Linked DNA regions of Mus musculus: regions 2, 3, 4 and 5 are each linked to region 1. Evidence: chromatin contacts called from public HiChIP or PLAC-seq and promoter capture Hi-C data. All regions are on one chromosome and are shown on one strand. Each heading gives the region's core, a stretch centred on a gene start, on an enhancer-like site or on the middle of the called end of the contact. The rest is flanking DNA. Distances are from core to core; before and after follow the strand shown. Region 1 holds the start of Zrsr1 (zinc finger (CCCH type), RNA binding motif and serine/arginine rich 1). Region 2 holds the start of Rel (reticuloendotheliosis oncogene). Region 3 holds the start of 0610010F05Rik (RIKEN cDNA 0610010F05 gene). Region 4 has its middle 34 kb from the start of Ehbp1. Region 5 has its middle 70 kb from the start of Gm39609.

Region 1 (2,917 bases), core at 248-2,747:
CGGCCTCTTCCTTTTTCTTCTTTATTCTGAATTCTTCTTGCGCCTTCTCCTCCCTCAGCAGCCACTCTTCATGTAATCTTTGCCGCTCTATCTCCAGTAATCGCTCTGCAAGTTCTTCGTTAGCAGAAACATCATCGTCCTCCTCTGGTGGGGCTTCCAGAGCTCTCAGCCGAGCCATTTTCTGCCGACGTTTCTTGCGTTTCTCCTTCTTCATTGCCGCCTTGTATTGTTTTCGGCTGAGTTTCTCAGGAATCGCGGTCTGCCGTGATGCCATTTTACCGCAGAGCGGGGGGGGGGGGGGGGGGGGGGGGGGGGGGGGGGGGGGCTCTTCCCGGATCTCGCGATAATCTCTTTTTCTCACGCTGTGGATTGAAAATGTCGCCCGCTGCTAAGTTGTTCTGCTGTTTAATGTTCGTTACCTTCCTGGACAGCAACTTCAGGGTGGCACCATTCAGCCCAGTTGACTTTCCTTTCCACCAGCCTAGAAAGCTTGAACCAGCTGAGTCACCGGCGTGTTTGCGCAATGCAGCAACCAGTAGTTGAATGTGCGCATGCGCAGTCGAAGGCCAGTGTTTGCGTTGGAATGTGGGCTGTACCGCCTACCTGCGCAGTCACTCGGTTATCCGCAGTACGTAGGCCTGCCTGCGCAGTTATCCGGTTATCCGTGGTACTGCCAGCCTGCGCAATTACCCGGTTATCCAGTTACCCGTGATAAAGCCTATCCGTGCAGTTACCCGGTTGTCCGGTTATCCGTGGCACAGCCTGCCTGCGCAGTGACCCGATTATCCAGTTATCCCACGCAGTTACCCACTTATCCGTGGTAGGCCTGCGCAGTTACCCAGTTTTCGGAGGTACGGATGGTCTGCGCAGTTACCCGATTATCCAGTTATCCGCAGTACGGCCTGCCTGGGCAGTCACCCGGTTATCCGTTTATCCGCAGTACATAGGCCTGCCCATGCAGTTACCCGGCCGGGCCGGTATGGCCGGCTTGCGCAGTTATCCGTCTATCCAGTTATCCGTGGTATGGCCTGCCTGCGCAGTTACCCAATTATCTGTGGGGCGGCCGCAGTTACCAATTATCCGCGATTATCCGTGGTACAGCCAGCCTGCGCAGTTACCTGGCTATCCGCAGTACGGCCTGCCTGCGCAGTTACCCAGGTATCCGTGGTTATCTGTGGTACGGCCAGCCTATGCAGTTACTGGTTATGCATGGCACAGCTGGCCTGTGCAGTTACCCGGTTATCCGCTTTAAGGCCAGCCTCCGTGGCATGGCCGGCCTGCGCAGTTACCTGGTTATCCGTAGTATGATCAGCCTACGTAGTTACCCGGTTATCCATGGTACAGCTGGAACAGTGGTTATCTGCCTTACCGACCGGCCTGCGCAGTTGCGGGTGGTTATCTGCAGTACGGTCCGCCTGCGCAGTCATCCAGGTATCTGCAGTTATCCGCAGTATGTCTGATCTGCGCAGTTACCCTGTAATCTGCAGTTACGTCTTTACTCCGGGAAAGGCAGGCCTGCGCAGTACGATTTACTGCTTTTTTTGTCTCCGCCCCCTGCAGTGGGAGTGCTCCTGCAGTAAGAATGCTCAGCCCTGAGCCGGGGCAGGCTTGTCTCACTGCAGGGCACCCCTCCATGCCGGTGCTGGCAGCTCACCTTCCCGGGCTTGTTTATGTGGGTGCTGGGAATAGAAATTAAGTTCTTATATTTGTTTGTCAAGGGCTTTACCAGGTAAACCGTTTTTCTGGCTTCAGCTCCTCACTCTTGTGGAAAGTAAGGGGTTTTGGTTTTGTTGTTGTTTTGTTTTTTAAATATTGAATGTGGGCCTGGTGTGGTGTCGCACGCCTTTAATCCCAGCACTCGGGAGGCAAAGGCAGGCGGATTTCTGAGTTCGAGGCCAGCCTGGTCTACAGTGTGAGTTCCAGGACAGCCAGGGCTACACAGAGAAACCCTGTCTCGAAAAACCAAGGGAATAAAAAATTGAATGTGTTTTGTTTTTTGCAAACACATTCCTTTCATTTGTTCTGTAATGTAGTTTTGTGGGGTATTCACCAGAGAAGACTGCTCAGACAAGTGTTTAAGCCAAGAAAAAAATCTTTTATTTTTGTTTGTTTGTTTGTTTGTTTTTTCAGAGACAAGGGTTTTACTGTGTAGCTGTGGCTGTCCTGGAACTTGCTCTGTAGACTAGACTGGCCTTGCATCATGCTATGTTTAGGTATGATCCCCATAGGCTCTTATGCTTGCACAAGCCTATAGGGGCCAGGGAGTAGAATGTGATGGTTTGTATAGGGAGTGGCACTGTTAGAAGCTGTGGCCTTGCTGGAGTAAGTGTGTCATTGGCTTTAAGACCCACATCCTAGATGCCTGGAAGCTAGTCTTCTAGCAGCTTTCAGATGAAGATGTCAGACTCTCAGCTCTTCCTGCACCATGCCTGTGTGCTACCGTGTTCCTGCCTTGATGGTAATGGACTGAACCTCTGAATCTGTAAGCCAGCCCTAGTTAAATGTTGTCCTTTATAAGACTTGCCTTGGTCATGGTGTCTATTCACAGCAGTAAAACCCTAACTAAGAAGAAAGCTCTGCCTGCCTCTGTGTCACAAGAAAGAAGGTAGATACCTGTGTATAGCAAAAGTTATATTTTATGCTGAGGGTCATCATACAAGGTTCACACTTTAAATTTCTAAATATGGTCCTAAGTCTTTATCCCCAAGGTGCTCACCTGTGTGATGTATCTTAGCTGGAGGTCAGGTCCAGTCTTACAGAAGTCTCTGATTTGAGGGTCAGGATCCTGGGGAGACTGTCCAGCCACAGGGTTCATCTAGGAGGTATCACTCCAGATATGCAGAGCAGTCCGCATCATGGGGTTTATACCTGTATCAGGTTCTCTTGAGTGTGTGAAGTTGCTGGGTTCTGGGTATCA
Region 2 (2,917 bases), core at 177-2,676, 800 kb before region 1:
ATTTTATATCTTTGTGACTTGTTTATGATTGTGTTTAACTAAAAACACAACTGCTATTTATACTCTTTGAGAAGACAATTTGGAACTAGCAGATTTTAATTATTTCCTTCACTTTGGGGGAGTTGTATAACAGGATGAATTTTTTATGACAGGATAGTATATATTTTAATTATCCAACCCCCCCCCCCCCACACACACACACACACTTTGGCGTTCTTTGAAGCGCATGTAGAGGTAAGAGGACAACTTTTGGAAGTTGATTCTGTCCTTCCATGGATCAAACTCAATTTGTCAGGCTTGGTAGCAAGCGCAATTATTCTCTAAGCTATCTTGTTGGCCATGCAAGATGATATTCTCTATTTCCCCTCCATTACTTGTTTTAGTCAGTAAATGACTGGAGAACGTAAGAGGTGGAGCCAGATAACCCTGAGTTATTTCTGTTGTTGAGACAGTCCACCTACCTCAGCCTCCCGCGTGCTGGGAGTGCAGTGCGCTAAACGGGGCTGGATAATCTTAAGCTTAAATCGTGCAATTCCTTTCTAGAACTCTAAAGTATGGACAAGCTACTCAGCTTCTCCAAACCCCAATCAACCCTAATACTCGTGTATACAATGACATGCTAATACATCATAGACTAAGAGAACAGGTGCGTATTAGCAACTGAAGGCAAACAAGATTCCGCCTGACCTGTCAAAGCACCAAAGTTCGGTCCAGGCCTCAGGCCGTGGGTATCTCGGCCAATCTCTGGACGTCGTGTACATTTATACAGAATGGGGTTAGCGGCCTCGCAGTGCAGCTGAAAAACTTTGGTAGGTAAAAGACGTAATGTAGATATAGAGGGAAAATAAGGCTGCGGGGGTCCCCGTATGCAAATCTGCGCCTTACTGCCGAACGCGGGCGCTGGCGCTTCCGCACTTCCCCTCCAGAGCACCCGGACAACTCTCTGGCGCGGGGGCGGAGATTTGCATGTGCGAAATCGGGAAGAGGGGGAACCACCGGTCGAAAACCCCGGGCGGGCCTCGGGCGGCCAAGGAGCGCGCCCGGTGCACCGCCCGGCCCGCCTCCGGCCGCTCGGCCAGCATGACGTCACGAACACGCCCCTCGGCTTTAAGCGGCGCTCTCAAGGACTCTGGAGGAGGGGGATTTCTCAGGGACCGACGGCTTCTCACGCGCGGAGTCGTCGCTGCGCGCCCTCACGGAGCTCCCGGCGCGAGCGTGCAGGCTGTGGTGGCTCTGGAGGAAGTAAGCGCACTGGCCCGCGCGGGGTCGCGCGCCCGCCGCGAGGCTCCGCCCCCCGCCCCGGGTAGGCGGTGGCGCGAGTGACGTAAGCAGCGGGAAATCCCCCCCCCTCCCCCCACGTTCCGCCGGGCGGTCCGCCCCGCCCCCTGCCCCTGCCGCGGCATCCTGGCAAGGCGACGCCAGGACACTAGTGACCGGAGCGCGAAGATTCGGGGGTGGGAAGGTGTGAGCCGCAAACCCAGAGGAGCCGGGAAAGAAGAGGAGGCCCGGGGGTGGTCCGAGGACAGGCGTCCCGGCTGCGGAGGCTGCTCAGCCTCCTCACTGGTTGGCTGACTGACGGGCTAGCTGGCTGACTGCCTGCCTGACCGACTGCCTGGCTGACTGACTCACTGACTGACTGACTGGCTGCCTTGCAGCCTCGGGCCGGACGCTGGAAGCTGCAGCGAGCGGCGCGCGGAGCCGAGCCATGGCCTCGAGTGAGTACCGGGGCGAGCACTCGCGGGTCACGGGGAGGAGCTGTCGGGGGCTCCGTTTGGGGTTAGGACGGTCTGCCTTTCAAGTCTTCTCATCTGGCAAATTGTCAGCCGTTTGAAAAGTTGCCCGCTCCGGGGTTTGCGTGTGAAATCAAAGCGGCGCACTGTAATCTGATCTTCTCCTAATAGCCAGAACCTTCGAAATTCCCAACGGTGTGCTTTTAGGATCACAGGGGGTAATCTCAGTAAAGGAGAGCAGAGAAGCCTCGCGTTTAAAGACTCAGTGGTATGGAGACCCAGTTTTACATTTTTGAACAAAAAAGAGGAACCTCCGGACCTCAGACGAGCTTTCTTTTTTTAAGTCCAATCGTGCTAGCGGCTGACACTGGTACAGAATGTGGCGTGGCTGTGAAAGTCCTCAGTGGCGTTTTAATTCGTTCCAAGCGAAAACACTACCCCCGCCCCCACGAGCTAAAGATGTTGCTTGTCTAATTTACCGTGTAGAGACCTCGATCCCTTCAACCCCCAACCCCAAACCTGCACGCGCGTTTTGTTAGCAGCAAGAGGACGAGATTTGATTATACTTTAAAGTAACTGGTAGGGTTGAAAATGTCATCGTTTAATGTCAGTGTTTTATCTGCCACTAGTAAGTTTTGGATCATCTGCTTTGAGGGGGACATTTATAAGAAACAGTTTACAGGACAGGGGAGTTTAGTATGACAGTCGTACTATATGTAAAGCAAGCACTTGAAGCAGCTGAGATGGTGGTGGGAGCTAAAAATGACACCTTCTGTCTGTAGCAGGACGCTGACCCTTATCTTCCCAGTGACCCTCAGTAGAAGGCAGCCGACGTCTGGCAGAGAAGAGGAAGTAGAAAGCTTAGTGAACTCTTTAAGAGTTGAGCAGAACAATATCATAACTCCTGCTGTAAAGGAAACTGGGGTGTTTCACATGACACTTGATTTCAGTTTGTCTGTGGTTTTCATGAGAAAACAAGTGTAGTTTAAAATATTTCAACTTTCTCTTTACCCATTTAAATGAAGCCAGGCTTTCAGATGCTCTAGTAAATTTGTAAATTTAACTCATGTTCTGATTAGAAGCACAAAAAGGCTTTAAGTATTTAATTCATTGGTAATCAGAAAGAGATTTTTGTATGACATTTGTAAAGAGTGGCAAGCTTTGTTAAAACAGTTCTGTCCTTGTCT
Region 3 (2,917 bases), core at 248-2,747, 660 kb before region 1:
AGGCAGGTGGATTTCTGAGTTCGAGGCCAGCCTGGTCTACAGAGTGAGTTCCAGGACAGCCAGGGCTATAAAGAGAAACCCTGTCTCGAAAAACCAAAAAAAAAAAAAAGAAAAGAAAAGAAAAAGTAATTGTATAACCTTCGTAGTGTGCCATGTTGATTAAAGTAGATAACAGATGCATACCTGGCATATATAAATGTTCCATGGATGATAGGCTTCCTTTACTGCATGCATTAATTTGACAAATGAGCCCTTCACAAGTCTGGTTACAAAAACCTGGGCATCACGAAGCATTCATAAAGCAGAAACCGTGGCTTATCTGCTGCCACACTTATCTGACTTGGAGGTCGAAAGCTCTATGTGCAGCCACTGAAGTTCAAGCTGAATGTGAACACATGTTCTCCTGAGAGCAAGACAGGGACCATTCGCTCCCAGCAGGAAGCCTGAGCCTGCGAAATGATCCAAGTGCTTCTCTCACCGTGCTACTCGGAGCTTCGCTGAGGTCTGAGGCCCATTATCAAATGTGGAAGCCTCATTCCTTGGGCATAATTTGGACTCTACCTGCACATTGAGACCACCTCCCCCCAGTGGGAAGGGAGATCTATTTGAGTGGTAGGAGGAAAGCCTTGGCAGATAAGGCGATTGAAGAGAAAACAATAAACAACAACAAAAAACAAACAAACGTTCAACTTCCTCTGGGAAACAAAAAAGAAATGAAGATTTGATCGAAACCATAACATTGAGAGTTACTTATATTCTTTTTGATATACAGCTTACACTGAATACATTGCTCGTTCTCACTGTCTCTGTCTCTGTCTCTGTCTCTCTCTCTCTCTGTCTCTCTCTCTCTCTCTCTCTCTCTCTCTGTCTCTGTCTCTCTCTGCTTGCAAACAGGTTTATTAGTGGACACTGTTTTAGTTTAATCTTGCCAGAACCATGGAGTGATTGCCAACGAAAACTCACATCTGGCCACTAATACATTTCCATCAGTGCTCTAAGACTGAACATCAATCAGCCTTCCAAGTTTAACACTGGAACATTTGCCACACTATATCTGAGAAGTCGCCAGCTTTTCAGTTTACAGTATGTTTCTAAGTCCCAGCCAACGCCCTATCCAATCATATATTTTTTCTGTTGAACCTAAGCAGCTTATAGCAAAATGAGTGACAGGGAAAGATTTATTCTTTTCATTCGAGCTCCCTTTATCTCCCACGTTCAAGATCAAGCGCTGAGGACCTAGTCGCTAAGAGACATGACGCTAAGAGAGTGGGGACGCTGCACTGCGACAGGCCAGAGAGGACGAGCCAGAGAGGGCAGGGTGAAGAGCAGGCTCTGTGCAGCGGTGGGCTGCACTCTGGCACCGCCCGCACCCGCCCACCCGCAGGATCTCGTCGCTCATTGGATGCTCTGCTGCGGCGCTAGCTTGCGATTGGCCCGGGCGCGTCGATCAGGCCCCGCCCCTCGGCGCTCTTGCTGGGCGGCTGGCTAGCGGGCGCAGGCGGGTGCGGCCGCGGCTCGTGAGGCCGCCTCAGCCTGGCGTGTGCGCCGGGTCGCGCCGTTCTGGGCGCGAGCGCGGGCGGTGCTGGCCGCTGCAGGTGACACCGGCGCGGTGAGGGCCGCCGCGGCCCTGTGGAGGTGAGAGAGACGCTGAGAGGCTGGGGCACCCACTCGGAAGCTGGAGTGGGGCGAGGGCCGGGAGCGCCGCTGCCCATCCGGGCGGGCGGACTGGCGGGCGGGCGGGCGGTGCGGGGCCCCGCTGCCCGGAAGCCCGCGGACGCCCGGGCGCTGCCTGCGGCCCCGTCCCGCCGCCGCCCTCGCCTACGCTCTTGGCGACGGAGCCCAGCTTCGGTCGCCGGACTCCGGCCCTCACAGTCCCCGCCAGGCTGCTTTCCGATGCCTTTGTCTGCTCCTCTCCAGCCCGCGCCTCGAGTCGGTGTCCACGCCGCGGAATCCCGGTCCCGAGGACGCGCCGCGCAGGGAGCCTCGGACCCGGGCTTGGAAAGGCTACTTACCCGGGTGGGCAGTGATGTCCGGTCTTTCAGAATCAGAGCCAACCGGCTGGGTCACACGTGTGGATGAGAGTCAGGAAGTCTGTTGTAGATCAGGACTAACAGCCTCCCTCTGCTGTGCCAGAGGCCTTCCACCTGTCCCTGTGACCACCCCCCACCTCCACTCCCTCCTCTGCCTAGGGAAAGATCAAGAGCCCCCTTTTCATTGAAAAATGAAAAGCAGATGCTTGTCCATATGAATAAGCCAAAATAAGGAATAGGTTATGTTCTTTAAAGGTGTAAAATGTTAAAACAATAGAATTTTTATATTTTAGTAAATAATGTTATTTATTTACTAAATATATTATACCTTAAACACTTTTAAAGTATGGTGTCATGCATGAGAGGATAATTTTGAGTTTTAGATATTTTCTTTTGGTCATAGTTTTTTATACGTTTATACCTTTCTCCAGAATGAGATGCATGTGCCAGCTGTTCTAAGACTGTATGTTATTCATACCCTAAAGGAAACATTCTCAGAGATTAGTTTAACTAGAATACACAGTAGTTTTTTTCCCTTGATTGGAAAGATTCAATTGTGTCAACAGAAAAAAAATTCACACCCAAGTTACTTAAATCATCCATTACCACGAATAAATGAGTATTATATTTGAAATATACAAGTTTTTAAGAATTTGATGGAGACATCTTTCTTGTTATTTTAATTAAGTGCTGGGAACTTAGCTCATTTGTGGAGTACACTGCCACCACCACCACCAAAAACAGAAAATAAATTTTAATTAAATATCTGAAAGTTAAAAGTGAAAAAGCAGCACACAAGGGGTCTTTGTCTTGAGTTCTACTTTAAACTGTTTAGTCGCCTTTTCTCCTTTCCAGTGCTGGTTGTCCAACCCAGGGCCTCGCACATC
Region 4 (2,917 bases), core at 142-2,641, 650 kb after region 1:
GGGGTGGGTGGATATGGGGGACTTTTGGTATAGCATTGGAAATGTAAATGAGTTAAATACCTAATAAAAAATGGAAAAAAAAAAAAAGACTGCATTCATTGTGTCCCATAATTGGATATGTTGTGGCTTCATTTTCATTAAACTCTAAAAAGTCTTTAATTTATTTGTTTATTTCTTCCTTGACCAAGGTATCATTGAGTAGAGTGTTGTTCAGCTACCAAGTCAGCGTTGGCTTTCAATTATTTATATTGTTATTTAAGATCAGCCTTAGTCCGTGGTGATCTGATAGGATGTATGGGATAATTTCAATATTTTTGTATCTGATGAGGCCTGTTTTGTGACTGATTATATGGTCAGTTTTGGAGCAGGTACCATGAGGTGCTGAGAAGAAGGTATATCCTTTTGTTTTAGGGTAAAATATTCTGTGGATATCTGTTAAATCCATTTGTTTCATAACTTCTGTTAGTTTCAATGTGTCTCTGTTTATTTTCTGTTTCCAGGATCTGTCCATTGGTGAGAGTGGGGTGTTGAGGTCTCTCACTATTGTGTGAGGTGCAATGTGTGCTTTGAGCTTTACTATAGTTTCTTTATGTGGATGCCCTTGCAGTTGGAGCATAGATATTCAGAAATGAGAGTTCATCTTGGAAGATTTTACCTTTGATGAGTATGAAGTGCCCATCTTTGTCTTTTTTGATAACTTTGGGTTGGAAGTCAATTTTATTTGATATTAGAATGGCTATTCCAGCTTGTTTCTTTGGACCATTTGCTTGGAAAATTGTTTTCCAGCCTTTTACTCTGAGGTAGTGTCTGTCTTTGTCCCTGAGGTGGGTTTCCTGTATGCAGCAAAATGTTGGGTCCTATTTATGTAGCTAGTCTGTTAGTCTATGTCTTTTTATTGGGGAATTGAATCCACTGATGTTAAGAGATATTAAGGAAAGGTGATTGTTTCTGGTACCCTGTCTTTCAGTGATCAAACTACCTCACAAAATACAAGCAAATGTTTTCAAATGCTGCCTTTGTTTTTCAAACCTAAAGACAATCCTCCTGTTAATAAGAGGAAACTGAAACTTCCTTCTGAAAATAATAGTGTCCAGAAACTAATTGCTTTGCTTGGGCCTATCCCACTGTTAGCCATGTTTAATCTCCAACTGAAGCAAAAGGAGCATTCTAGTTGAACTATCAAAGGACAGTGCATGCATTATTTAAAATATTAACTAGTGTTGTAAAAATACACTAATTTTTAATGGCAGAAATGCTCTAAAATTGCTGAAATAAGTTGCTTCACAGTTTTCAAGGACTTTAGCAGTTTCCAGATACATAGAGCTCAGTACCCAAGAAAAATAAGGTTATCTATGACAGAAGTTGTCTTCTTTGTGGAAGAATGTACTCTTGAGAAATTCTAAGTCATCACTCCTCACTTGCCTGTTTTTAAAACCACAATGGAATGAGTTTGCAGGAGCTAGAGAGAAGCCTCAGCTGTTGAGTACTTCTGCTCTTTTAGAGGACCCAAGTTCAGTTTCCTGCACCCACTTGGTGGAGTGGCTCTTAACTATCTCTAACAGCAATTACACTCTTCTGGCCTCCTGGGTACCAGCACACATATGGTAGCTATTAGCCTAGGCATTTTAACAAAGCTTAAAAATGCTTTTGAGGCATGGCATATATGGTGGTTTGAATGAGAATGGCCTTCCCAGGCTTGTATATTTGACTCTCTAGTCCTCAGGTTGTGGTGCTGTTTGGGAAGGAATAGGAAGTGTTGCCTTGCTGGAGAATGTGTGACCTTGTTGGAACAGGTGTGTTACTGTGGGTGGGCTTTGAGTTTTAAAAGTCCAGGACATGCCCACTCTTGTGCTCTCTATTCCTGAAACTTGCAAATTGAATGTGAGCTCTCAGCCGCTGCTCCAGCACCATGCCAGGCTGTCTGCTTACCAATGCCCTCCATGACTGTCACGGAATAACCCTCGAAAGTGTAAGCAAGCCCCCAGTCAAATGCTTAAATGCTTTCTCTTAAAAGTCATCTTGTTCATGGTAGTGCACACCTTTAATCTGGGAAGCAGAGGCTGGCAAATCTCTGTGAGTTCGAGGTCTGTCAGGTCTATATAGTGAATTCCATGACAGTCAGAACTACACAGAGGAACCCTGTCTTAATGATAATAATAATAATGTTTCTTGATTCATGGAATCTCCTCATAGCAATATAATAATAACTAAGACAACATAATAATTCCTCAGGGAACTCACCCATTCGTTTCTCCTTCCTAGTTCACTTCCCTTCTTATTCCCCTTCCTCCCTCCCTCCCTCCCTCCCTCCCTCCCTTCCTTCCTTCCTTCCTTCCTTCCTCCTTCCTTCCCTCCTCTTCCTTATTCTCACATTCATTCTTTCTCATGCCTTACTGTTTCATGTAACCTAAATACAGGTCATATAGACTAATGAAATGGTTCCAAATGTTTTATTAATTTTCTATGTATATTAAATGCTTAAATGTATAAAGACAAATGTATTTCTTAAAAGAGGCCTATGTACAGGCTAGCTATAGGCAGATCCAGGAGATAAGAATCTATGTTCTTTATGCAGCATATAGCTAAATAGGCTCAAGGAAGGACAGCCAGCCAGAGACTCAGTTACTGCCAAAGTCTCCACATGAGCTGATAGGTAGATGATGCCCTGAGAAATGAGCTGATAGGATAGATGATGTTATGGGTTATGAAATCTTAGAGGCACCCACCTTGCAAAGAAGACTGGGACTTAATAGATTCTTTTTCTTTGGAACTTAATTTCAAGAGAAGTGGAGAATAGTGGGTTTTTAAAGAAATGTTCTCTTTCAGGCTCTGATTTTTAGCTTGAAAACAAATTAGTGAAGAAGGTAATTTGCTATTGGATTTATAAATTAGACATACCAGATAGCACAAAAGACTA
Region 5 (2,917 bases), core at 294-2,793, 600 kb after region 1:
TAGCTTGATTCTGATATAAATTCTGAATGAAAAGTTAAAAAGCTTGTGTAGATTAATAACATTAAAGTTGCAAAACAAACCTCCAAAAAATAGGAAATGTTAAGCAAGGGAGTTGTGCCATCTTTAATTCATTGCTCTGTTCTTAGGCAATTCCTTGCATGTAGGATGAAAACTCATAGAAGCATTTTCAAAGACTTTACAGTTCGCAAACTCTTGGTACAGGCATAATCAGAATAGCATATTACTCTAAACGTTAGGACCTAATTTGTGTGTATTCTGTATAACATTGGCAGGAAAAAATATTTTTTTTTCAGAAATAGGTCTGTAATTCTAGAGGCAAAAATCAAGTACTATAAGAAGATAGCTTTGAGTTTTGCCTGGCATCGTAGCCAGCATTAGAGCCATAGCTGAAAGATTAAGCCCTGCCGAACTGAAAACATCTTAAAACAACCAACATTTACTACCAGTTGGTTCTGGTTTCTCAAAACTTTTATAACTAATACTTTATTTATCCCAACTGCAGAAACTGGTTTAAATCTGCAAAGCAGATGTAAAACATAAAACTTCTAGATAGTGGAGCCAGGAGTGGTGGCTCATGTCTGTAATCCCACTACTTGGGAGGTAGAGGCAGGCAGATCTCTGTGAGTTTAGGGCCAGCCAGAACTACAAAGCCAGGACAGCCATGGCTACACAGAGTAACCCTGTCTCAAAAAGTTAAAACTTAAAAATAAACACACTTCTAGATAATGGAAATAATTTATCAGTTTTCAGCTGGTTACTCCAGTTCACTCTTAGAACTACAAAATTAGGGTTCTGTACCTCTTGTTCAAACTGACAAGAAAATGATAAATTGATAACAGTAATTATAAAACCATTAAAAAACACTTCTAAATTTAGTTCATAATTAGCACAAACATTCTTCTTTCAGGATTTATATCTCAATAGGACACAGTGATATTTTGCAACTAGCCTAGCACCAATCACAATAGAACAATCAACATTTATTTGCAAATTATTTACTTAAAAATATCTAATAAAAATTGGAAAAAAATAAATAAATCAGAGAAAATTTAATGTTATTGCAGTCAGACTACAATACTACAACACTACATTTCAATGTCTTTTCTTTAGAGAAATTTTAGAAAGCATGGGCAGAATGACAGAGGTCAGGGATCGCCAGGGCAGAGGGCCAGCAACTGCATGTACCCTGTTGCTTCAGTTAACCCATCTCTTGCCTCATCACGCAACAGGTCGAGTTAGTGTTTAATGCATTTGTTTGCTTAGCAAACACTTTTATTCTACAAAAGTAGATGTTGCCACAACTCTTTAATTGCAATTAATTAGGTTTTGTTCATTGTCTAACCTGCATAATTGCAAAGAATGCAGGTCTTGGCCATAGCAAAAGTAGTGGGTGACTTCATATTGTTACAACATGATTCCAGCAGAGAGTAGGAGAGAAATCTAGAGAAACATTGGTAAATTCAAAGGTGGTGGCACCTTGATGAGGTCACCTAGGAGAGTCTTTAAAATATGACAAGCCTCCCCTGTCAGGGAACACTGTCACACTTGCCATACTGAAACCATAGATGTGGGCTGTCTATACTGCTACAGTTGCTATATACCTCAGCCACACAGCTGCCGTCCACCTGAGCCACACCTGCTGTCTACCTAATCCCACACAGCTGCCATCCACCTTTAGCCACACAGCTGCTGTCCACCTGAGCCACACAGCTGCTGTCCACCTGAGCCACACCTGCTGTCTACCTAATTCACACAGCTGCTGTCCACCTTTAACCACACAGATGCTGTCTACCTCAGCCACACAGCTGCTCTCAACCTCAGACACACAGCTGCTGTCCACTTCAGACACACAGCTGCTGTCCACTTCACAAACACAGCTGCTGCTGTCCACCTCAGCCACACAGCTGCTTTCCACCTTGCACACAGCTGCTTTCCACCTCAGCCACACAGCTGCTGTCCATCTCAGCCACACAGCTGCTGTCTACCTTAGGGCTACTCTCTTCTTAATATCCTAATTCCCCCAAATTGATATTTTTATTATAAAGCTGCTTCTAGTAAATGTGGAATCAGAGAGAAAAGTGGACCATGATCTCAGGAATATCTTGTATCTAGGTAATATTATACCAGATAATTTAAAAACTAGTAGGAAGAATTTTGGAAGTTTTCACCAGAAAAAAAAATGACAAATATTTGAGGAAATATATATATGTGTGTGTATATATATATATATATACATTATATATATGTATATGTTATATATTATATATATAATATATAATATACATATAATACCTGAACTATATATATATATATATATATTATACACATATAATACCTGAACTAAGCATTATACAGTGTATACATGTGCCAGGGCATTACATGGCACCCCATCAATATGCATAATTGAATGGTTTTAGGTATCTTTGGGGTTTTTTTGTTTTTGTTATTGTTTTTGTTTTGTTTTGTTTTTTTTTTTGAAAGCTTTTAGGCCACAATGAATCCTGAAGTATTGTCCTTGGCCCAAAGACAGTAGAGAATACCTTTGTAGTAGTCACCAGATGGAGTAACTTCCCAGGAGCAATGTAGCCTGCTCTGAATAGTGCTGGACAAAGTGTTGTGGATTTTGAATTCTTTGTTTTACCTCAAAGAACTCTAACTTCAGTCAGTCCCTTCTGTTCAGACAGCTGGTTCAGTTTCAATACACTGATGCATTAATTATGATTCTATGGTCCTATATAATAGGAAATTACTTCAGCTAACTGAAATACAAAAGTGTAATTTATTGGAAGGAGATGAGAACTACTGGAAAAAGTAAATGAAAACCTGAAGTCTCTGGTGTTTAAAAGGATCTATTCAGCTGTCTGAAGGCTTTTTGCTACTTGGCAGTAAGAAATAG

Evidence for each region. Promoter capture Hi-C pulls out the DNA fragments that hold promoters and counts their contacts. HiChIP or PLAC-seq counts read pairs in DNA pulled down with a chosen protein or histone mark. Capture Hi-C pulls out chosen DNA fragments and counts their contacts.
Region 2: a contact with region 1 is called in an H3K27ac HiChIP or PLAC-seq map of microglia, with 6 times the contacts expected there. The contact joins the promoter of Rel here to the promoter of Zrsr1 in region 1. A contact is called at or near these places in 1 of 115 datasets of contacts at active chromatin or transcription factors (microglia) and 1 of 9 other capture datasets (pancreatic islet).
Region 3: a contact with region 1 is called in a promoter capture Hi-C map of adipose tissue, with 3 times the contacts expected there. The contact joins the promoter of 0610010F05Rik here to the promoter of Zrsr1 in region 1. A contact is called at or near these places in 10 of 39 promoter capture datasets (the 3T3-L1 cell line, cranial neural crest, embryonic stem cells and 6 more), 6 of 115 datasets of contacts at active chromatin or transcription factors (the 230-238 cell line, the SCID.adh cell line, astrocytes and 3 more) and 1 of 9 other capture datasets (adipose tissue).
Region 4: a contact with region 1 is called in a promoter capture Hi-C map of liver, with 5 times the contacts expected there. The contact joins the enhancer-like site here to the promoter of Zrsr1 in region 1. A contact is called at or near these places in 5 of 39 promoter capture datasets (the 3T3-L1 cell line, 3T3-L1-derived adipocytes, embryonic stem cells and 1 more), 1 of 484 Hi-C or Micro-C datasets (embryonic stem cells), 2 of 115 datasets of contacts at active chromatin or transcription factors (fibro-adipogenic progenitors and forebrain) and 1 of 9 other capture datasets (adipose tissue).
Region 5: a contact with region 1 is called in a promoter capture Hi-C map of liver, with 4 times the contacts expected there. The contact joins the enhancer-like site here to the promoter of Zrsr1 in region 1. A contact is called at or near these places in 8 of 39 promoter capture datasets (the 3T3-L1 cell line, 3T3-L1-derived adipocytes, embryonic stem cells and 3 more), 2 of 115 datasets of contacts at active chromatin or transcription factors (bone marrow-derived macrophages and large pre-B cells) and 1 of 9 other capture datasets (adipose tissue).

Annotation. Positions count from the first base shown.
Region 1 is chr11:22,970,585-22,973,501 of GRCm38.p6, reverse strand. Zrsr1 (zinc finger (CCCH type), RNA binding motif and serine/arginine rich 1) reads right to left here and starts at 1,497. Exons shown (of 1, transcript NM_011663.3): 1 at 1-1,497. The coding sequence starts at 274. All of the region lies in intron 1 of Commd1 (COMM domain containing 1), which reads left to right.
Region 2 is chr11:23,769,478-23,772,394 of GRCm38.p6, reverse strand. It overlaps Rel (reticuloendotheliosis oncogene), which reads left to right and starts at 1,426. Exons shown (of 10, transcript NM_009044.3): 1 at 1,426-1,715. The coding sequence starts at 1,706.
Region 3 is chr11:23,632,211-23,635,127 of GRCm38.p6, reverse strand. It overlaps 0610010F05Rik (RIKEN cDNA 0610010F05 gene), which reads left to right and starts at 1,497. Exons shown (of 22, transcript NM_027860.3): 1 at 1,497-1,635.
Region 4 is chr11:22,319,130-22,322,046 of GRCm38.p6, reverse strand. No RefSeq gene overlaps it. Among named protein-coding and RNA genes, the nearest start is that of Ehbp1, 34 kb to the right of the region's middle. Within about 2 kb of position 1,391, at least 2 of the 459 cell types and tissues checked have an H3K27ac peak or open chromatin away from gene starts, as enhancers often do.
Region 5 is chr11:22,371,762-22,374,678 of GRCm38.p6, reverse strand. No RefSeq gene overlaps it. Among named protein-coding and RNA genes, the nearest start is that of Gm39609, 70 kb to the left of the region's middle. Within about 2 kb of position 1,543, at least 14 of the 459 cell types and tissues checked have an H3K27ac peak or open chromatin away from gene starts, as enhancers often do. A contact at or near this core is called in liver, where this site is marked.